Linked DNA regions of Sus scrofa: regions 1 and 2 are each linked to region 3. Evidence: chromatin contacts called from public Hi-C data. All regions are on one chromosome and are shown on one strand. Each heading gives the region's core, a stretch centred on a gene start, on an enhancer-like site or on the middle of the called end of the contact. The rest is flanking DNA. Distances are from core to core; before and after follow the strand shown. Region 1 overlaps SLX4IP (protein SLX4IP). Region 2 overlaps SLX4IP (protein SLX4IP). Region 3 overlaps LOC106506610 (a long non-coding RNA gene).

Region 1 (3,679 bases), core at 1,055-3,554, 470 kb before region 3:
CGGCTCCATTGCTGCTGTGGCTGTGGCGTAGGCCGGCAGCTGCAGCTGTGGTTTGACCTCTAGCTCCGGAACTTCCATATGCTGCAGTACAGCAATGAAAAAAAAAAAATTCAGTTTATCACATTTTCTTCTAAAGCGGTTTTTGCTTTGAATGTCCCTGACATTACCCTCACACGTCCTGGGCTTGCCCGTGATGCTGTCCCTATCCTTCGTTCACAGTCATCTGTATAATGCATCCATCCTCAGTGGACTCGAATCTTCTCTTTCCTTTTCTTATAAATTCAGCCTTTATGGCATTCCTGTTGTGGGTCAGTGGTTAACAAACCTGACTAGGAACCATGAGGTTGCAGGTTCAATCCCTGGCCTCGCTCAGTGGGTTAAAGATCTGGCATTACCGTGAGCTGTGGTGTTAGTTGCAGACGTGGCTCCGATCCTGTGTTGCTGTGGCGTAGGCTGGTGGCTACAGCTCTGATTCGACCCCTAGCCTGGGAACCTCCATATCCTGTGGGTGCGGCCCTCAAAAGACAAAAATAAATAAATAAGTAAATAAATAAATATCAGCCTTTATTATCCTTGTTGTTTATATTTCTGCACGACTCTGTGGATGACCTTTATGGCTTTCTTGTCCTGGCATTCCAGTGTGTCTATACAAGTGCCAGGATGATGCTTTTCTTAACATCATTTTCTTTTTGCTTTCTTTTGTCTTTTTAGGGCTGCACTCGAGGCATATGGGGGTTCCCAGGCTAGGGGTCACATTGGAGTTTCAGCTGCCAGCCTTCGTCACAGCCACAGCAACAGCAACATGGAATCTGAGCCACATCTTTGACCTACACCATAGCTCACGGCAGCGCCGGATCCTTCACCCACAGAGCGAGGCCAGGGATCAAACCTGCATCTTCATAGATACTAGTCAGATTGGTTTCTGCTGAACCACGACAGGAACTCCTTAACATCATTTTGATCATGTCACTTCCTTCTTATCTGATCAGAATTTTTGTTTCTTCAGATCTACTCTAAACTCTCCAGCCAAATTTAAGGCACCCCGAAAACTGTTCTCCACATCCCCTTTAAGTGTGACCCATGTTTTCATCTTGAAACTTAGGACCCTGGCCCACCTACTGCTATGAAACTGATGCATTTGCTTTTCCCACAGTGAGATGGCCTGGGGTCTTTCTCTCTTCCTATTTGTTCTCTCTCACCTTTTCTTCCCTTCAGCTTTCCCCAGGCTTGACCAAAGGTCACTTTTCTTTTCACACAGAAGCTAAACTTTTCCTGCATTGCTGACCCTCTCATTGTTCCTTTGACTGCGATATGCAGCTTCTGTTGCCATGTATTATGTGTATTCTCCATTGTTCATGTCTATAGCCATCCATGCTTTTATACCATCACTCTTCCCAGTCACATTTCCAAGAAGCAGGACCTGTGCTCTGCTTCTTTTGTATTTGCCTGGAGTAACCTGGAGCATCTCCAAGGCACCTAGGATCCTTCACTTGCCCTATTACAAAGATGAGAGGTTTCTTTCCTCGTGGCTCGTGGGCAGCAGGGAAATCATTCAAACTTAGAGTTATTTCTTACGGGCCTTTTTTCAGTCCCAGAAAGGGATATTGTAATCTTCAACTTGTGGTATGTTTCTTAAAAACGTTTGATCTCAACTTGTTGCCCCTGTTAGGAGATCACAGGGGAAAATATTTTAAGTAATTCTTTTGAAAATAGCCTTTTCAATAGCCAAAATGGCAATGTATAGACTTTGCTTCTATATGGCCTTCAGGAAAGTAAATTATTTTGGTATAATGATGATATAATTCTTTGGACATCATTATATCTTTTTTTTTTTTTTTTTGTCTTTTTAGGGCCACACCCAAGGTGTATGGAAGTTCCCAGGCTAGGGGTCCACCTGAAGCTGCAGCCACCAGTGTACACCACAGCCACAGCAATACCAGATCTGAGCCTCATCTGCGATCTCCACCACAGCTCATGGCGATGTGGGACCCTTAACCCACTGAGTGAGGCCAGGAATCAAACCCTCATTCTCATGGATACTAGTGGGGTTCATTACCACTGAGCCGCAACAGTAACTCCTGCTATATCTTATTTTAATTAGTGTCAGACCATGAGACTTTAATTTTTTTTCAACATCCATACAAAGCATATATGTATGTTATTAACTTATGCTAGCGTAAAAATAATTCTGAGTTGGAAAGTAGATTCAGGATCTCTGGGACACAAGAACTCACTAAGTTCCCTGGATTCTTGGTGAGGGCTGTAGAGGGCATCCTTGTTCTGCGTTTTGTAAAGTAACTGGGCAGACATCATGATCCAAGAAGTGCAGCAGCTAAGGTCTTCTAAAATCGCTGGCTCCTTCCTGAGTTAGCGTGACATCCTGCATGCCCGCGTTTGTTTGCCCCGCCTTTGTTTGCCTGGGAGTAGATGGCCTCACACTTCGCCTGTTAGGCCTGTGGATGTTTTTCATCTCTTCTCACAGTTCTCCTCACCAAGAAACACCACAGCAGTAGAAAACAGAACCACCCAGACAATCCACAGTGGCCTTGGAGAAAGCGTTCGGTGACACAAGACTGCCTTTGGTGTGCTCTTTCCCCCACCCCCCCGCCCCCGCCCCCGCCAACAACATGCATCCCTGAGGCAGCAGTGAGGGCTGAGAGGGAGGATCCCTGTGGCCCTTGGAAGGCTTTGGGACCCCAGCTCAGCCCTGGTCTTGGCAGTAAAGACTGGAGGATTTCCAGTGGGGCAGAGTCCTTGAAGTCACTGTGTCATTCCGTTTAACTGCTCTTCCTGCTCGCCTTTTCTTGTTGTTAATGTTGCTGTGAGTTTTGGGGATGCAGGACAGAGGAAGTGGGAGATGGGGTGGGACTGACAGAGTGTCCTTGTGTCTCAGAACTCTGGAGTGGGGGGCATGGAAATGACATTTCCCGGAAGAGTCATTGCATATGTACAACCATCCAGCCGTTAGTGACATGATGTAAAGATGCACAGTGTGCACTTAGTCTTATCCTTTTCCATGCTTCTCTGAGAAGAGCCTCTTGGAGTACCCGTGATTACGTAATATAGGAAACCAGGCCATTGCACGTGTCACTTTGTGTCACATGTGAGTAGCATGTGACAATATCATTCTGATTTTAGGACCATTACAGACATCAAGTAATGAATAAGACTTTTTTTTGCAGGGGGGTTTTTTGGCTGCACCCCCAGCATATGGAAATTCCCAGGCCAGGGATTGAATCCGAGCTGCCTCTGCAGCCTATGCCACAGCTGCGACTATGCTGAATCCTTAACCCACTGTTCGACAGTGGGAACTCCACAAATGAGTTTTTTAGTGACCCTGCCCAGCAGTTTTGTTATCAAGGTAATGCTGGCTTTGTAGGAGTTTGGAAGTGTTCCCTCTATATTTTGCAAGGGTGATCTGAGGTGAGAAAGAATGTCATGCTGTTTGTTTCACAGAGACGTAGTGTCATATTGATGCTGGCAAGGCGTGTGACAGGTCTAGTGCCCCAGTTCTCATGACCTGAAAAAATTCACCATATATTCTGGATCATACTGAGATCATCATGTCTCATCCTAAGTTTCTGTGGTTCTGTATGTTCTATTCCTGTTACTCTAGGTTCTTTCATCATAGATCCTCAGGTTTTTGAGGAAAGGGTTCTAGAAGGTCAAATGAGCATCA
Region 2 (3,973 bases), core at 1,047-3,546, 390 kb before region 3:
ACCAAGAACTGTTCATTGGGTTGGCTACATGAAGGTTATTGATAACCTTGGCAAAAGCTGCTTTGGTGCAGTGGTTCGGACCGAAGGAGGTCATGGGAAACTCTGCTTGATTCCTGGCTGAGGTTCATGCCTTCTTTGTCAGGTTTACCAGGTGTCACAGTCTAGGAACCTTGGCCAAGAAGAAAATGAGATTCATTTTTCATAATTTGAGTTTTCTTCTGGATCCCCTCTAATAATCTGTTTAAGGATTGTTTACTGTTACAAAAATCTTTCTCCCCTTTTGTCAAAGTGCACCATTGTTTGCCTCTCTCAAGGATCACAGTGGAACTCCAGCACTCCTCGTTCACCCCAGTGGCTAAGCCCTGTGCCCATCTTCTTTATGCTTAGGGACAGGGTGCCCCACCAGAAATCTGAACTCATTGAAAGGACTTGAGCACAGCCACGTGACTTCCCTCTCCATGTGGGCTTACAACTTCCTTTCCATTTCTTCCTAAGGCTCTACAGGTAGATTTCCTTTACCCTTTGGATTTCCGTCACCATCATCCAAATCCAGAGGGGATTTTTCTTTTTTGCTTTTTAGGGCTGCACACACAGCATATGGAAGTTCCCAGTCAATCAGAGCTACAGCTGCCGGCTTACACCACAGCCACAGCAACTTGGGATCTGAGACATTTCTGCAACCTACAGCATAGCTCATGGTAACCCCAGATCCTTAACCCACTGAGCAAGGCCAGGGATCAAACCTGCATCCTCATGGATCCTAGTCAGGATTGGTAACCGCTGTGCCACTATGGGAACTCCAAAGGGGATTTTTAAAAGATGCTCAGGGAAGCAATATTACATCTGTGGCTCTTAACCCTGGCTGCACGTCACATTTACCTTTGGAGGGTTTTTGGTTTTTCTTTTTAAAGAAAATCATAATTTGATTTGGTTGCAACTCTACGGGAATTATTTTCTTATCATCATGATAAAACTGAGACGTAGTTTCCTTGTGGCTTTTAGAATTGTAATATAGTCTAGTGGGCTGTCACCTTCTATCATGTTACCTTGCAAAACCTAATCAGATACTTTTTTCCCCTTCCTTTCTAATGTAACCTCCAAAAAATGTCCCGTATTGTACAGAGAATACTGGGAGTAGTTCTCGAAGAGATATAGTAGCCTACAGCAGTGGTTCTTCAACTTGAACCTGCACCAGAATCATCTGGAGGGCTTATTAAAACACAGGATACTGGACCACACTCCTAACATTTCTGACGAGGTAGGTCTGAATTTGCAGGTCAGATAAACTCCAAGAGACACTGAGGATGCTGGTCCTTTGACTGCTGGATCTCCAGGGTCTAGTGGGCAAATATCCTTAAGGTTGTAGGTAGAGAGCGCTTTCCTGAACTGGCGGAACTAGGATGAAAATCATGGCCAAGGGCAGAGACGGGGCTGGCACTTGACTTGATTGAGCCTCTCTGAGACTCTGGTAACCCTGAGCCCTGCTGAAGTGGAAACTCGTCATGTGTGATAGGTCTCAGGAAGTCCTCACTCTGAGGTGATGTTTTGGTTGCACCCATATGCTTAGACTCTCTTTGCCTTCTTGAAAAGGTTACAGGTAGCCTTGTCTTTGACCCATCAAAGTTGGTGTGGAAAACACAACCCTTACCCAGTTTCGAAGCGCAGATGCAGCCCCCATTATCAGCAGCACTTATACAATATTAGCACTTCAGAAAAAAGTAAATGACCACTGGAAGAGGGTGCCTGTCACAGCTTTACTGGGAAGTCCTTTGTTATATTCGAAAATAGAAGAGAGGATTCCAAAGGAAAAAATATTGGTGTGGGGATTCCTTCAATTACTTTCCATTAACCAAATGAACAGAATTCCTCTAAGTCATCCAGAATCCCCAAAGCACTCATCAGAGGCTCTTTGGTTCCCCTCCCCTGAGAAGAGGTAGGAAAATTATGCCCTTGTCTTTTATCTCCCTTCCTCTTTCAGGAAATCTCCCCTAGGGCTGACCACCCTTTAGAACAATCCACACATTCTAAGCATTCATCACTAGGGGGAATATTTACAGGATTTTTGTTTTTATTTTAGTTTGATTCATTTGTAATTTGTCATGAATTTCTTTAACTCATAGGTTGTACTGCTTCTCTTTTGTTCTTCTGGACATTGAGGAATGTCAGGATTCTTTGAGAATATAAAAGATTTTTTTAACTCATTAGTGTGTAGAGTTTGAATTCAAACCACATTCCGAGGCTTCTTGATGACACATGCTGGATCAAATTATGAGCAGAATTTGTGGAGACTAACAGCCCTGGCATTCACCAGGCTCCATTTTTAGATTACTAACTGGTTGGCCATACTTGGTCCTGAACACACTGCAGACTGGCCAAAATATTGCTCCATTGTGAACATGGCTTGGTTTTCTAGCCACTTAGGACCCTCTCAAGACAAATTCCCTATAGACAAGTAACAGGGTAATTTCTGTTGGATTATCGTTTCATTTCGTGTTGCAGAAATATGTGAGAGTTCTCTGGCTTGTAATCTGAAGTGATTACAAGCCAGAGAAGCAGTGTGATTCTGAGAAGCAGTGTGTGGTCAGAGTAAAATGGTGTGAAAGAATTATGAGACATTTATTGGCTCTTAGTAGGCATAGGTGGAAACCTGCACCCTATCTCCTTGTGAGTCTCATGGAACTGACAATTCAGAGTTCATTTTAAATGCCCTGGGGTTGTTTTGTTTTGTTTGTTCGTTTGTTTTTGTCATTTGTCTTTTTAGGGCCACACCTGCGACAGTTGGAGGTTCCCAGACTAGGGGTCAAATAGGAGTTGTAGGCACTGGCCTGCACCACAGCCACAACAATGTCAGATCCAAGCCATGTCTGCGACCTACACCACAGCTCACACCAACACCGGATCCTTAACCCACTGAGCGATGCCAGTGATCGAACCTGCATCCTCGTGGATACTAGTTGGGTTCATTAACTGCTGAGCCATAGCAGGAATTCCTGAATGTCCTGGAATTTGAGGCAAGTTCTGCCTTTGGTGGAAAACAAAACAACCCTGGTTTCTTTCTTGAGCCCTTGAGATGCTGGCACTGTGCTAAGGTCCTGGGCCTGAATTCTCTCGTTTAATCCTCAAAACAATGCCATAAAATGTCTTCTGTTATTGTCCCCATTTTGCACTGTGGGGACTTAAATCCAGGGCCTGGGGCTCTAAGGTGCAGAGAGGGGCCACACCGGGTCTGTCCTATCCCCTCATCATCACCCTGATTCTCTCTGCCCACGTGCTCTGTATATGGCACAGGCATTAGTGGCCTGAGAGTTGCATTAAAAGGATAACTTTTGGAAAATCATCACGCTTCTTGTCTAAAGAAATGAAGTCAGTTCTTCTCTTCCAAAGCGAGTGACTGAGGGCCTGTTCCTAACTGTACTTGTCATGCAGTGATGGGTTTTAGAGGCTGTGATTTAGCCTCAAATATGGCTTAAAGGTTCCAGAGGCAAACGTTCAGCTTAAGTGTTGCTTCATCATAACATTTTGTTGGCCTTTGCGTCATTCCCAAAAGCACTTTGCCTCCCTTCTCACATCTTCTCTGAGGAGACTGTGAGCCACTGTGAGAGCATTCCAGGCAAAACCCCCAGAACTCTTGCCAAGCAGAAGACCAGAGACAATTTACTGAAAGATATCGACCCCCGACCCAATTTTTTTTCCCCTTGTAGGAGCTGTCATCAAGCCCATTAGCTCTGCTTTCCTGCCATGTTTTTTTTTTTTTGCATCCGTTTGTGACTCACCCCTCGGCCACATAGAACCTTTTCCCCTTTTCCCACCCATAGCAATAAATCTGTTAAGAAAAACAAGCAAGGGACTGGAAAGGCATCCATCCTGGACCCGTAGTCAAACATCCCGCAGCAGATGCCCAATGGGAGAAAGAAACCCCCCTTCCCTCCTGATTCCTTTCCACTTGAGACGAAGTGCACCCTCCCCTGCATCC
Region 3 (4,221 bases), core at 108-2,607:
GCGATGTTGAGCATTTTTTCATGTGTTTGTTGGCCATCTGTATGCGATTCTCAATCTTGACAGCGTGTTAGAATCGCCAGCGGAGATTTAAAAAATAGAGATGCCTCACTTCTGCTCTCCAGGTATTCCTATGTAATCAGATGAGAGTGCGGCTTGGGTATCAGGATTCTAAAAGCTCCAGATCCCAGTGCAGCTAAAGTTAAGAATGACTGCTGGTACCAGACATGATGTCTTAATTCCTGGTAGAACAGAGTTTCCCCTGTGTGGCAGAGTTCTGTTCTCAGATGCCAAGTACTTTAGCCAAAATGTAGGCTTGGGTATCTTATCCTCAGCTCTGGAGGAAAGTTTATCAGATCCTTTCCTGAACTTGTGAGGAGGAGGAGGAGTTAGCATAACATGAATTTAAGGAGGGCTCCCTGGAGTCTGAATGCTGGATTGAAATCCTGGTTGCATCATCAATTCACTGTTCAATTTCAGCCTAATTGCTTAACCTCTCTGAATCCCCAAATGAGCATGGCATGATTTCTTACAGAGTTATTTGAGGAATGGGTGAGATAATTCCTCTAAAACACAGTACCTGGCAAATCCTGAACATGTAATCCATTTTACTACTGTGTGGTGTATATTGTCCTGGGTTTCTGAAGTTCAAGAGTAGAAGGGATAGAGGAAAAGTAATGGTGAGGAGGTGTGTGTGTGTGTGTGTGAAAATGGAGAAAATAGAAGTGAGAATGGCCAGGCTACCAAAAGGCATTTACTAAAATATGCAAACTGGGGAAACATTTTCTTTAATTTCCTAAACTTAACACCAGTTGGAAACAGAAGCTTTATGAAGAGACTAGAGAGCAAAGATTTGAAACATCCTTGGAAGGGAGAGGGCTGCCACCCAGGGATGACAAGAACTTTGGCAGAAGAGATGGAGAGAAGAAGAAACGAAACATCAGAGAAAGACCATGAGGGCCAACACTTCAATTTTTTTTTTTTTTTTTTTTTTTTGCAATGCTGCATTGAAAGTTGAACTTGAAGGGAAAGCATGTTTGAGTGCATATTCTGAATCATTCCTGTAAAGGAGAAGGCTTCTGTTTGAACCCTGCATAGGGGCTATGGAAAATGGAGGCTGCCTTGTGAAGAATCTTCAACTCATCACCACATCTTCTAGACTTTAAGGTGGCCTGAGTCTCTTGAGGTGTAGAGCTCTCCCCTGGAGAGCCCGCAAGTCTGTTGACCACACTCCCTCCATGGCCAATGTCACGCCTCCTGCCATGGGGCAAAAAGAATGCCTTGACCCAGCTTCAGGGAGCTCAGAGGAGGGAGGCACCTGCCAAGGGAATGAGCTCAGATCTGCCCAGAGCTGTGCAGCTGGAAGCCTGGCAGGCATCCGGGAGTGTCACCCTGGATGGCTTTCGTCCTGCAGAAGGGTGTGTTGTCCATGTACCTCGGATGGCTGCTGGGAATGTTAACAGCTCATTCCCAACTGTGTTCATTCCATTTGCTGATTAATTCTTTTGCGACTTAGTCAGAGGGAAGGGTTTTGCCTGTTTCTTTCTGTGCCCAAAACATGGGCCTCCCTTCTCACTGGTTGGAAGAGTCAGACCTTTTCTCCTTCTCTGGGCAAGTTTACAAATCCCTGCTGTAAGATGGGTGACCCCTTTGCCCAGCCTCCCACACTCTCAAAGTTTCCCCGTGCCTTTGCTAGAAAGTGTCAGAGTACAGAGTGTGTGGAAACCACTAGGGATTTCTTCCTTCTCTTTTCTCTCTGCTCAGCATGCCATCCCAACAGAGAGGTAAGACAGGCAGTGTGGACCCCTTCGTGCTCACGTTCCATCCACCCACCAACGTGGTGAACCCCATTGGGATTAGCTCAGAGAAAAGAAAATCTCCAAGGAGTTCCCACAAGCTGAGGGCTGGCCCCCTCCCTGGTGCCATTGGGTCGGCTCGCCTACATTTTTTGAAGTTGTATTTTTTTTTTAAAATATGACAGTTCAGGCTTGAAAACCAGTACATTTGGAAATATAAACTAGATGAAAACAAGCTATAATGAAAGTGAAAAAAAAAAAAACATATCAGTTTACTGCCGATTGAAAATCAGGACCAGATGAGACTGAGGCTCTGGGCATTTAATTCACTGGAGGAGGTCACTGCTTGGCGAAAACCAAGCCCAGCTCACATTGGCTTCCCCTCAGCAATATTGTGTTTATTTGTTTGTGCCCTTCCCTAGTTTGTGGAGGGAAATAATGAGCCAGCCTGTTTGAAGTTCTTTCTGCCTTTCTATATCATAGTGTGTTTCATTTCATTTCATTTGGAGAGAACAGCAGGAAAAGGGCATCCATGGCCAACCTGAGAATCCAATTTGTTCTCCTAAAAAGTACTGAGGACCAGAAAAGGGTAGGAGCAGGGTCAGGAGGCAGGTAGGATGCTCAATGAAAGGAGAAGAGAAAAAGTATAGGCTCTTCCAACCAAGACTCAGAAACATTGGACCTTATGGAGTGACTCCCTAGGGTGGAGGAAAGCATAATGCAGTAGGGTATAAAGCAGTGCTACTCCAGGTGTGACCCACAGGCCAGCATCACCTGGAAGCTTTTAGAGACACAAATTCAAAGCCGTCCCATCACACCTGTGTTGGAATCTCAGCGATTCCTTTGCTCAGAGGTTGCACACTGGCCATCCAAAGACCACTTTGGTTTTGCTCAAGCTACAGGCAAGCAGCAGTGGCCTGTGAAGTACTTTTAAAAATTAAATTTATTGCCAACATGTACACACCTGGATGTAAAAGAATCTAGACTTCTGACTTGTCATGACAAAAAACCAAAAGTCTGGTATCACTGGGCTTTGTGAGTGGCTGGAGGTTCTGATCATTAAATCCAACTTTTGAATGTGTATGTATTGCAGGTGATGGGGGGGATCCTGAACCAACATATTTGGGTGTGCTATGACTTAATTCTGACACTACCTACTTGGAGACAGCATCAGATCCCACAGGTGAAGGACTCAGTCCTGCAAGACCCCCCCTCCCCCTCCACTTCAGATGCCAATCACAAGTCCAGGTCATTCCCTGTGCTTCCCACCCACCTTCTGCAGATGGAGGCTTCAATGACCCTCCTTTTGTTTGGTTAACTTGGTAGCGTGGCTGACAGAACGCAGAGAAACATGGATCCCCAGTTTGTGATGACAGGATATAACCTAGAACAGCTAGATGGAAGAAATACATTGGGTAAGGTGTGGAGAAAGGGGGAGGAGTTAACCTCCAGGTGCACCCCTCCCCGCAGTCTCCACTGTTCAACATGGAAGCCCTGCCTTTGGGGTTTTATGGAGGCATCATTACTTAGCCCTGATTGATAGTCACTGGCCATTGGCAACTGATTCATCCTCTAGACCCTCTCCCTTTCTTGAGGCCAGGGCGTGCAGTAGCCATATTGGGGGGAGGGGGACTGAAATTTTCAACCCTCTCCTAACCCACTGAGCGAGGCTAGGGATTGAACCCACAACCTCATCGTTCCTAGTTGGATTCATTTCCACTGCACCATGGTGGGAACTCCCACATCTGCCATCTTTATTGCCTTCTCTTATCTGCCTGGCCTGGCCTTACTTTCCCCCTTTGAATGTGGGCACAATAAGCCCGGCTGACTTTCCTAGGTTGGAATGTGGTTCACATGTGATCCTTGAGTGTAGACATGTCTCCGCCTTACGTAAAAGAACATAGTAATCACAGTGTGAGCTTAAGACAGACGGTTCTGATTCTAGTATTACTACCTCGATGATCTCAGTACCTTAACCTTGCTAAATCCCAATATCCTCCTCTGAACTATGATCCTACCTTAGAGGGTCATAGTATGGATTAAATGAGGAGATTGCAACGGTCTGACTCCATTTTTTTTTTTTTTTTTTTTTTTAGGGATGCGCCCTTGGCATATAGAGTTTCCCAGGCTAGGGTCAAATCAGAGCTACAGCTGCTGGCTTATATCACAGCCACAGCCATGCGGGATCCAAGCCAAGTCTGCAACCTACACCACAGTTCACTGCAATTATGACTCCTTAACCCATCGAGCAAGGCCAGGGATGGAACCTGCGTCCTCATGGATGCTAGACAGATTTGTTTCTGCTGAGCTAACCACAGGAACTCCTGACTCTATTTTTTGGATGTTTTGATTGCTGACAGCTTTTAAGCCTCACCCCTCCCTTTTCCCCTTGTGCCTCACATCTGGGACCTCGGTTAAGAGAGTCTGG

Evidence for each region. A called contact is a pair of places that touch in the nucleus more often than the background predicts.
Region 1: a contact with region 3 is called in a Hi-C map of embryonic fibroblasts, with 2.4 times the contacts expected there. The contact joins two enhancer-like sites. A contact is called at or near these places in 2 of 47 Hi-C or Micro-C datasets (embryonic fibroblasts and heart right ventricle).
Region 2: a Hi-C map of embryonic fibroblasts shows a contact between it and region 3, with 3 times the contacts expected there. The contact joins two enhancer-like sites. A contact is called at or near these places in 2 of 47 Hi-C or Micro-C datasets (embryonic fibroblasts and fibroblasts).

What each region holds. Positions count from the first base shown.
Region 1 is chr17:19,402,632-19,406,310 of Sscrofa11.1, forward strand. The region is part of intron 2 of SLX4IP (protein SLX4IP); the gene reads left to right. Among named protein-coding and RNA genes, the nearest start is that of SLX4IP, 41 kb to the left of the region's middle. Within about 2 kb of position 2,305, at least 24 of the 83 cell types and tissues checked have an H3K27ac peak or open chromatin away from gene starts, as enhancers often do. A contact at or near this core is called in embryonic fibroblasts, where this site is marked.
Region 2 is chr17:19,483,770-19,487,742 of Sscrofa11.1, forward strand. All of the region lies in intron 2 of SLX4IP (protein SLX4IP), which reads left to right. Among named protein-coding and RNA genes, the nearest start is that of SLX4IP, 120 kb to the left of the region's middle. Within about 2 kb of position 2,297, at least 6 of the 83 cell types and tissues checked have an H3K27ac peak or open chromatin away from gene starts, as enhancers often do. A contact at or near this core is called in embryonic fibroblasts, where this site is marked.
Region 3 is chr17:19,870,279-19,874,499 of Sscrofa11.1, forward strand. All of the region lies in intron 1 of LOC106506610 (a long non-coding RNA gene), which reads left to right. Among named protein-coding and RNA genes, the nearest start is that of JAG1, 240 kb to the left of the region's middle. Within about 2 kb of position 1,358, at least 8 of the 83 cell types and tissues checked have an H3K27ac peak or open chromatin away from gene starts, as enhancers often do. A contact at or near this core is called in embryonic fibroblasts, where this site is marked.